Regions from separate parts of the Zea mays genome. Here all the other regions are linked to region 1. A link is a contact called in public Hi-C data. All regions are on one chromosome and are shown on one strand. The core of a region is the stretch at or near the end of the contact, and the rest is flanking DNA. Distances in the headings are between cores, read along the strand shown. Region 1 holds the start of LOC100284822. Region 2 holds the start of LOC542055. Region 3 holds the start of LOC542232 (auxin binding protein 1).

Region 1 (3,244 bases), core at 464-2,963:
TCACAAGCTCAAGGAACTCCCCTTCAGAATTGCATTGAAGCACTTGCTGAGGGGACAGGCCATCCAGGACACCTTCTGGAAGTTCCCTGAACCATGCCTGTCCAATTTAAATGTGCAGAAGTTTCAGTTCCCTTATTTCATGGAACTGGTGTTGATGTATGTTCAAAATCAGTTAAAAATAGTGAGTCACAATGTAGATGGAACATAGTTTCATGGTTGCTTCAAGCTAATGGATGTCCTACCTTAATCAGGCTAGCCAAGCAGTGAACATCAATGTCATCAGGTACAATTCCTTTGTTCAGCTGGTCCCTCACGTGCTCCTCTTGGTCATTCTCTGGATTAATGCGAAAGATCCCCTCAGACTGAAAATGGAATTTTAGTAATTCCATAGGAGCAAATCAGTTTCATGTCACATGACAAACACTCAAAAGTCTTAGTTTTATAATAGATTCATGCCACATGACTAACCTTCAGCCCCCCGTGGGCATACAGCCTCTCCTGCAAGAGCAGCAATATCGTGGGGACTGAATTTCCCTTGCCATCGTATGTGCATTGCATCAATTCAGCCGAGACACCAAAAACGCTGGCGCTAGAGAAAATAAAAGAGAATGAGCTTGATGAATTCACAAGTCATGGATTGATGAGTTCAACTGGCAAAGCTTGGGGGACAATTCATACGGTCCAACACAAATTCAGACTTGTTACAATGTGTGACTCAGGAATAAGAGTTCCACCGGATTAGTGCCAATGTTGCTGTAATTGCACAAAAGATCTGCTTAATACAGTGCATAAGGAATAGGAATTAAATGCATCAGTTGAACTCATGTTTGCACTTTGAAAATCCAGGCATACATCTGCAGGAACTGAAGTTTTGCTCTAGTTATCAGAACTCTGGCGGAACAGCATCCTCAGATAAGAACATGCTCCAAAGTCCAAACTGGGAGCACTCAAAATCATAAACTCATCCTTCAGAAAATCAATTTTTTTCAGTATGACTCTTGCCCCGTAAGCGAAATTTTCTACGGAAGCTTCGATTTTGAATCTTACGGTGACGCGGGAGGGAGACAAGGAGGTGGTGGGGACGGTTGCTCACCTGGCGCTGGGCACGCGGCAGGGCATCTCATCCTCGAACTCGACGGGGAGGCCGAGGAAGCCGTGGAAGCGGTCGAAGGTGACGTGGGCGACGTGGCGGACGTCGGTGGGCCAACCGATCTCCATCTCCTCGAGCGCCACCGCCGCGTCCTCCTCTCTCGCCGGCCACCCGGCTCCGGCGGCCCCGCGCTCCACCCGGCACGCCACCACGGAGCGCCGCACGGCCGCGAGCAGCAGCTCCAGAACCGCCGCCCGCCGCCGCCGCTCCTCCTCCCCGCCACCTCTGCCGCCGGCGGCCCTCTTCGCCCCGCCGCCACCCTTGCACCCCGCGCTGGAAACCACCACCACCCCCGTCATTCCCGGTTCACGACTCCTCCGGCCGCCTCACGCAGCAACCGAGGAACCAAACGGGCATGAACCTCGACCCCTTTTTTCTCTGTAAGCTCCGTGAGTGCCCTTCCCAGCTGCTTCTCTCTCCTCGTCGGAAACTCTCTGCCGTCACACGGACCCGAGTTTACTCCCCCCTCGGCCCCTCTCCTTGTGGAGTCCTTCCCCTCTCTCGGTGGAGTTCTGGGAGAAAACCGAAGCGAAAGCAACGGGCTTTCCCTCACTCCTATTCTGCTTCTTGAAGACAGCAGCAGAGCTCCGTCAGCGAGGTGGAGCAATTAATGAAGAGGCGGACAGAACAAGTGGACTGAAACGCGAATAGTTTTGAACGGAGAGGGGGCGCGACGCAAAACTGGCCAGACCGGATTCAAACTCTGACGACCCGACCGTGGCCTTTCCGCTGCAGAAAAGTGACGACAGCGACCGACTGGCTCTTTTTTCAGAGGCTCACTCAGAACACTGTACCTCTCGTCCATATACAGTCCAGTAAAATTACCGACGGGTCACTACAAAATCAAAAATTCTATATCTGTAGCTAAAATTATTTTAGAGCATACGCCATTGGCAGATTTTTTTTACCTCGTCACTGCTCTATTCCAATAAGGCTGGTGCCAATGCAGCACATAGCCCGGACGGTATCGACCGACATAATTAGCGGGAGCGGTAGGGGCGGGCCCAAGATTAAATTTATGGTATGAGTATTCGAAATTTTAGTAGACATAATTTTTTTATAGCCTAAATTTGTTATCCATGAGAAACGGATAATTATCCATCGGACACAGATATATTATAATTTGTTATCCACGGGTATGAGTATAAATATAATAAGGTATGAGATGATAATTTTTTGTGGGTATGAATATATAGTATCCATACCCGTTACCCGATGTGTATTTAACATTAGTATAGATCTATACCTATGAACGTATATGGGTACGAGTATGGATTTAATTTTGTCTCGTAGTTATGGATTTGTAAACCATATACTCGTGTTTCTAACCACGCGATTGTTATCCATAGTCACATGACAGGGAAATGAAAAAGGCCAGCAAAAAACGAAGTTTGGGGACAAATAGCTGTAAGCCTATACAACAAAGTTATTTTATATTTTTACAATATTTTAGTGTATAAACATAATATGTATACATATACATAAATTTTGTTGCCAGAAAAAATGGGTATTCAATTGAATACCCTTGTTTCTACATGGGCACGCCCCTGGGGAGCGGGGCAATAGGTGGACGGGTGCAGCTCGGCAGACGATGCTGCCACTGCCTCGCTCTTGCCCGTGCTGGAGCGCGCTCCCTAGCGAGAGGGAGGCGAGCGGCGTGTTGGCGGTGGCGTCTCGCGGGCGAGAGCGAAGGGGCGATAATAAGGTGACAACTTCGGATGCTATCCGTTACCACTAGCCGTTTTTAATCGTTTGAAGTCTAAATAAATAGAAGAAATGCAAAAAAACTTAAATTTCATCCCCACTCCATCCATAAATATCTCTACCTGGGTGGAGCTCATTACACACCATTTTATCTCGTTTCTATCCTCCAAACTCGCCTTTTATACCCATCTTCACGCCATGTCTTCTTCGAGCACAAACTCAAGTGAAGGAGTCGAAGGTGCATTGTGGAATGCATTGCAAGCAGCCATGGAGGAGGCTATGCTTAAGCTCGATGAAGAGTTATCGAGCCAGCCCAAGCATCATCGAAGCTACATCAATCATGATTGTGAGTATTCTCATGATCGCATTAGAGTGTCTAGAGAAGTTTAG
Region 2 (3,244 bases), core at 204-2,703, 240 kb after region 1:
CCCAGGAAATGATGCTGAAATGGTGTTGAGCTCTATTTGAAGAAGAGAACTTGTTTCTGAATCCAGCATATAATCTGATCGGTGCAACCCCAAGCGAATATTCTGGTAAATATTGGATCATTGTTCAATAATTCCATGCAGAAAACATTATCACCCTCCTCAACCCCAAAAAGATGATGGAGAAAAGATTTTTGAGATAATGCCTACTGATACTTAACATTCAGGTTACGATGTTAGCACCACAAATTTAGAGAAAAAAGTGCTTAATAATAGCGAGGTGCAGCAATTAACTCAGTGGTGAAGATTAGTGAATTTTCCTTGTAAAAAAGGAAGAGAGTAAAGCAGATCAAATTACCTCTTCCTTATTTATTTCCATCATTTTCCTGTGAATTTCCAAGAGCCTAGATGTGAAATCATCAACCTGCCTTGTTCTGAAATTATAAAATGAAGCCAATCCCATCAGTCCAACAGTTTCATAGAAATTTCGAATCTCTGGCATAGATTGTTATTTCATTCACTCGTAACAGAACAGTTAGTTTCAAAACTTAGACAGATTATTTAAAATTTTCAACAATCTGATCCAATGAGAGCATACAGTGCACTCTGGCAATGCAGGACCGAGAGGATTAGCTAAGTTCCAGTGAACTAACATTGTCATCCTATGAATGCAAGCGGCAAACAGAGCACCGAATGATAATCTTAATAGAAAGCAATATTGGAGAGGAAGAAAAACTTACTTGGACAAAGCATTCTGCAAGAAATTCCCGTCCATGCTAACACGGTCCACAAGCTCGTTAAAAACGGGAGCGAGCTCGCACGCCTGCCTCCAAAAGGACTCTGGAAAATGTGCTGGGAGCAAGGAGAATGGAGCATGGACCAAACCAACACCAGGGACCGTTGCTGATCTCTGCAGGGGGTTCAATCAAGATGGTCTTTCAGGAGTCTGGACCCCGGATAATAGTTAGGCCACCATGTTGGAGACAATAGTACATTGTGAAAGCTAAGTGAACAAAGAAATAGAGGAACGGGACGGTTAGTCCCAATCCCAATATGGCGTCTGAGCAGCTAGTGTCAGAAAAAGAGAGGAGACCTAAGCAATAAATCCGGTACAGCCACAGATTGGTCAACCTTGTCGATAAGACGGAGACTCTCCGCGTGACCCCGCGATCCAAACGCCTCTAGGAACAGGTCTGTTCCCATCTCATCCCTCCCAGCCAAACACTAGTAAGAGCACGACAAAGAGGAAGCGGGAAGCTGAGAATCAGCAGCTCAGGCTCACCTGGTCGGCGCGGTCCCCGACGACGAGGCCGTGCAGCGAGCACCACGCGGCGGCCTCCCGCGCCATCTCCCCCGCCGCCGCGGGGTCCATCGCCGGCGGCATGGCGGCACTCATCGCAGGTATTGGCAGTGGAATCAATTATTAGGTGGTGGAGCGCAGAGGTGGAGGAAGGGGCGATGGCAATCCACGCAAACTGACTCTCTGGTTATTATTGATTTATTGTGTGTTTTATCGATGGATTTGGAGGGGGCTGCGCGGAACTGGCAGGCCAAGTCAAATTGGCTACCCGTATCTTTATAAAAAAAAGTGTGTGCCATTACCAATCGCCTCCTCGCACTCGCAGTCGCACCATCGGATCGGAAGTTGGGTACAAAGAAAAAGTTTTTATGTACGCCTTTTCAACAACAGAACAATAGAGAGATAGAGATTCCTTATAAATAATTAGCTAGATTTCGATTAGTTTCCTTTCTTAAAGTATTGGCTAGAAATTTGTCAGTGACTTGACTTTTTTCTTTTTGCACAACAATATCCGGATCCATCCAGTGCTTTAACACAAAAGAAATGACAACGTCCACACACACACACACAAAAGCAAGAGTCAGGAATTCAGGATTGAGGAACCCGTCTCATCCATTCACCCAGTCATTAGTCACGTAACTACATGCAAAAAAAAAAAACCAATGAATGAAATAATACTGTTTATGCATTTGAATTTACCGAAGAATCCCTGTTACTTCTCCTCTCGCCTGTACGCAACAGCAACACAAAGTCACACTCACACGCACGCACTTGTCACGCTTTCGCTCACACGGGTGCTCGATCGGCTTCGGCGACGGTACTCATGAGCTCCAGCGCCGTATCGACGAGCGCGGCGAGCCCGACGGCGTGCCTGATCAGCCCTGCGCTGCCGGAGAACACGTGGAAGCACTCCAGCTCCGACGTCGTCTCCGCCACGCGCCGCAGCTCCGCGCCCATCCCCGCCGCGGCCATCGCCTCGGCGATCAGCCACCTCTCTCGCGCCGGCGGCGTCCTCAGCAGCGCGATGACGAGGTCGACCGTAAACCTTCGGATCCGCGGCGCCTTGGTCGAAGGGCAGGCGTGCGTAGCCAGCACGCTGACCAGTCGGCTGACCAGGTCCGCTTCGCTGACCCCGGCGTTGACCAGATGGTGTGCCAGCTCGTGTGGGCCCATCAGCCTCACTAGCTGAGCCGCGAAGCCCAGCGACACCTCAAGCGGCTTGGACTCGTTGACCGTGTCGACTTCCCGGAGCACCGTGGCCGCGGCACGCGTGGCGCGGCGGAGCTGCGGGAACCACTCGCTGCTGCCTCCGGTGTACGCGCAGAGGTTCATCAGGATCCTGCCCGCCCCGACGCCGATGGCGGCGTCCCCAAGCGCGTCGACGAGGCTGTCTACGGTAGCGGTGGATGTGGCCGAGCTCGAGCTGCCACCGGCTCTGAGGATGCGCTCGCAGTTGCGCGGGCTCTCGAGGGCCAGCATGGCGAGCGCCTCGCCGGCCTCGACGCGAGCGGCGTCGGTGTCCTCTTCGGAGCCTCCGGGCCGGAGGAACATGTGGAGCAGGAGCGCGACCAACCCACCCGTGCCGCCGATCCGCTCCCGCGCGACAGCGTCCATGGCGAGACGCGTCAGCACCTCGGCGCCGAGCCGCCGCAGCCCGACCTGGGCAGCGGGCGCGTGCTGGAGCACGGCGCGGATGTTGCTCACCGTGAACACGATCTCCGCGACCTCCCGCCTGAGCTGCTTTCCGGTGCTCCCCGTGGTCTCGGCGAGCATCTTGATCACCTGCAGCGACCGCTGCACGGCTTTGGCGCGCGCGGGGGCCATGAAGAACGTGGCGCTGGGTCCGGTGGCCGGCGACGCGCCACCTACGCCGATGGAGGAGAAGTCGATGATCTTGTCGAGCAGACCGCGGGCGGTGCCGATCTTGCTGCAGTTGGCGTGGTCGCG
Region 3 (3,244 bases), core at 342-2,841, 140 kb after region 1:
GAGAGTTTTTTTACGAAATCAGATCTCCCCATCTGCCATGTTTAACATTGCCAATTTGCTTTTCCTGCTAATTTACTCTTTTTAGTCGATATTGCCCCTTACCCCAATTGACCAAGATCTTAATGTTTGGTCCATTCAACTTCCCTTAGTTTTTCTACCACTGTACGATGATGACACAGAAGTCAATGCTGCCAGAACCTTCAGTGCTTCCACGCTCTGACGGCCAAAGACAGGCCATGCAGCTCTGTTCTTAGCTGGCATGACCAGCAGACTGCGATGCTCCCCCACAGAACAGTAACCTTCTTCTCTGGTGGCAAGTTGAGCTCGGCAGAAGCAGAAGACTGCAAAAGCGACTATTACAACTGCTTCTCCTCCCAGTCAGACCCAGTCACCTTCTTGGGTGCAGAGTTGAGCTTGGCAGAAGCAGAAGGCCTAAGACACCACTACTACCACTGCTGCTCCAGCACGCAGCCCAACCCCTACTACCGTTGTGCTCCAAGTGAGTCAAAATAAGTTGGTTGCTGTTGTAATGGGTCTCACGGAGATCGATTTGGCCACTTAAAAACAAGTTCAGAATTTACTTTGCTTGAGTGGTGGCTATGCGTGAATTGAGATGATAGGCTGTATTTTGGGTTGGGATCCATTTCATGTAGATCTAGAGCGGCAAACTACAGCATGGCACTATGCTTGATTTTTGCAGGTTGAAGAGCAATGAGTGCTAACTACACATAATCAATTAGGATTATGGGCAGCATGGCCATTTCGCATGTCCAATGGCAGTAAAAAAAAACGAAGTGGCAAATGGTGAATCCATTCTTTGAGGTGGCAGATGGGAATTGTTGTGCTGTAAATCAATCTGAATCCACCCAGATATACTTTGAATTAAGCGTGTGAACTTGCAGAATCCAAGCCAAACCAAACCAATCCATTTATGTCACCGCAAGTTCAATCTGTTTCCAACCCATCTCCAACCTAAGGATTAGCATTAGCCTGGAATCTGGATGTAGTTGCGAACTGTAGTAGTAACCCGGTGAGTAGGCTGTAGGCCTGTAGTGGACTTGGGTGGAGTTGGAGTCGTTGCGACGGCCGGCAGCGGAGGCGGAGGCGGAGGCGCGGGCTTGGGGGGCCCATGGGCTGAAACTATTGGAGCCCACACCAAACCACCCTAATTTGATTGTTAACCTAAACTACCCCAATTAGTCCCAATGCAAACCGAGCCACTAAGCCCAATTCCCCTCAACCTTCCCCCACTCCCTAACGACCAAAACAAGACCCAGCCTGCTATTTAACACGCCAGTTAAGCCCAAACCCCACTAGCACTTAGCAGTGCTGGTCTCAGTGGCAAAAAGCTCGGCAGGGTGAGGGTGCACCTCGCACGCAGGACGACTCGGCTACTGGGAGGAAGGAGGCAGCGAGGAGGACCGCGACACCGACGCCGGCGAGGTAGGCGCCACGGGCTGGAGCGGCGGCGGCGAGTTCGCTTAGATCCGGCGCCATTGCCTGCTCCCGACAGCTGCACGTGAATGTCGGAGTGGAATGAGATAGAGGCTAGGGTTTCGGCGTAGTCGTCGAAGGTGGTTTTGATCGCCGCTCGGACGGTGTCGACTGTCCGATCAAATGGAGCAGCGGCTCAGATAGCTTGTGGGAGCAGCCGGCCCAGAGACAAGCCGCACCACGCAGGACAAACCTCGGCTTGCCAGGCCGGACGACCTGTTTATGGCTCTCCTCTCTTATCAACGAAAATCTTGCTAGGACATAAACAAGGCAACAAGAACGGTATAACGTCTCTAACCATTTATGGTCGTGCAAAACACTATTTTATATTATAGAAAATTCAGTATGATGAACATATTTGAATAGTGTATAATGATCAGTGAATAAAGGTTCAACACAAGGTTAAATAACCAGTGAGACAATGCAAATGGATATAATACGGTCTCTATATTGGTTTGAATATATGGACAAGACCTTAGAAACCACTATGCATAAATATGATCATAATAGAGGTTGAAGTAATTAAGAGGATTGGTCAAGCCAAAGTGAATAAGATATGAGAAATCGTGAATTGGCTTGGCCATATTACTATTAGTCCATATATGCTTTTATGAGAATCAAACTAGAGCTTGATTGATCTTAGCATATCTAGATGACATTCAAGCAAGGTTCACAATATCGAAGAAATGATTCTCTCAATGGATGATCAATATAATGTGACTCAAAGATGGTTTGATAGGGTGAAGATAGCAAGGAAAGGGCTTCGAGGAACTAAGCGAAGGTGAAGGCCAAGCGACGGCTTGTGGACCGAAGTACCATGGTTAAGGTGAAGAAGAGAGTACTTGCACTAAGTCGGTGAACTAATCAGTTATGAAGAGTTATAACATGTTGATGCATCAGTAAGGTGACTTGAAGCCATGATTTGAACTCATATATGGTGATATGGTACAAGTCACAGGGTTTGATTTATGTTTGCTTCAAAAGGTGAGACAAATATGTTTGTGATCCTTATGAAGCAACGCCATGGAGAAATCACACATGAGACACCAATTACTCAAGGAGTTTACATAATTATTGTCGGTACCCTGAATCAGGGGTACCCCTTACTACAGTATGAAGACGCGGTGCCCGTACGCCGTTCCCTAGCCACACGGTGAACAGCGCTCGACCCCACCACATGGGCAGCTCAAGGGGCACCATGTGGCAAGGAAAGATGATACATCCAGGATGTATCAGTCGAGTCGGACCCCTGTACGCACAACCTGGACCCCCGATTATGGCCCGGGACTCCCGAGTAAGCATGTCGGGTCCCTTGGATGGGGTCCAGATCTCTTCGAGAAAGGTCTGGGCCGCAACGAGGTCCCGGGACAGGGGAAACCCTGGCATGAGCAAGGGTCCGGTACTAACACGTGGTCGGGCCTTACTCTGCGCATGCGCTCCCCACTCAGGCGGAGACCCGATGCGGCCACGTGGCTCGTTGCCCGTGAATAAGCCAGCGGGCGGAGCCTGACGTAAGGCCCCTAGACCGCGTGGACTCTGCATTTATTACGGAAAGGACGCGCCGCCTGTCCACCCTGCTGACAGGTGATGTGCCCCCTCAGCATTTATTGCGTCATGTCCACTCCGCTGGCAGGCGGCGCCAGGGCCACCCTGCAGACGGCTCACCTATCCAGTCCATTGTCGAAACAGTGCGACCGTGCTGCACGGTGCACTGTGCTCATCATCCCTTATACGAGAAGCTTCCCCTGCA

What was found. A called contact is a pair of places that touch in the nucleus more often than the background predicts.
Region 2: a Hi-C map of ear shows a contact between it and region 1, with 4 times the contacts expected there. The contact joins the promoter of LOC542055 here to the promoter of LOC100284822 in region 1. A contact is called at or near these places in 5 of 25 Hi-C or Micro-C datasets (bundle sheath, ear, endosperm and 2 more).
Region 3: a Hi-C map of tassel shows a contact between it and region 1, with 5 times the contacts expected there. The contact joins the promoter of LOC542232 here to the promoter of LOC100284822 in region 1. A contact is called at or near these places in 8 of 25 Hi-C or Micro-C datasets (bundle sheath, ear, endosperm and 4 more).

Annotation. Positions count from the first base shown.
Region 1 is chr3:135,618,752-135,621,995 of Zm-B73-REFERENCE-NAM-5.0, reverse strand. LOC100284822 reads right to left here and starts at 1,713. Exons shown (of 5, transcript NM_001157717.1): 1 at 1,094-1,713; 2 at 469-589; 3 at 243-362; 4 at 1-97. The coding sequence starts at 1,449.
Region 2 is chr3:135,378,225-135,381,468 of Zm-B73-REFERENCE-NAM-5.0, reverse strand. LOC542055 reads right to left here and starts at 1,453. Exons shown (of 13, transcript NM_001111692.2): 1 at 1,280-1,453; 2 at 738-907; 3 at 356-431; 4 at 1-102. The coding sequence starts at 1,393. It overlaps LOC100383326 (ARM repeat superfamily protein), which reads right to left. Exons shown (of 1, transcript NM_001175984.1): 1 at 1,894-3,244. The coding sequence ends at 2,084.
Region 3 is chr3:135,483,142-135,486,385 of Zm-B73-REFERENCE-NAM-5.0, reverse strand. It overlaps LOC542232 (auxin binding protein 1), which reads right to left and starts at 1,591. Exons shown (of 5, transcript NM_001111842.2): 1 at 1,371-1,591. The coding sequence starts at 1,497.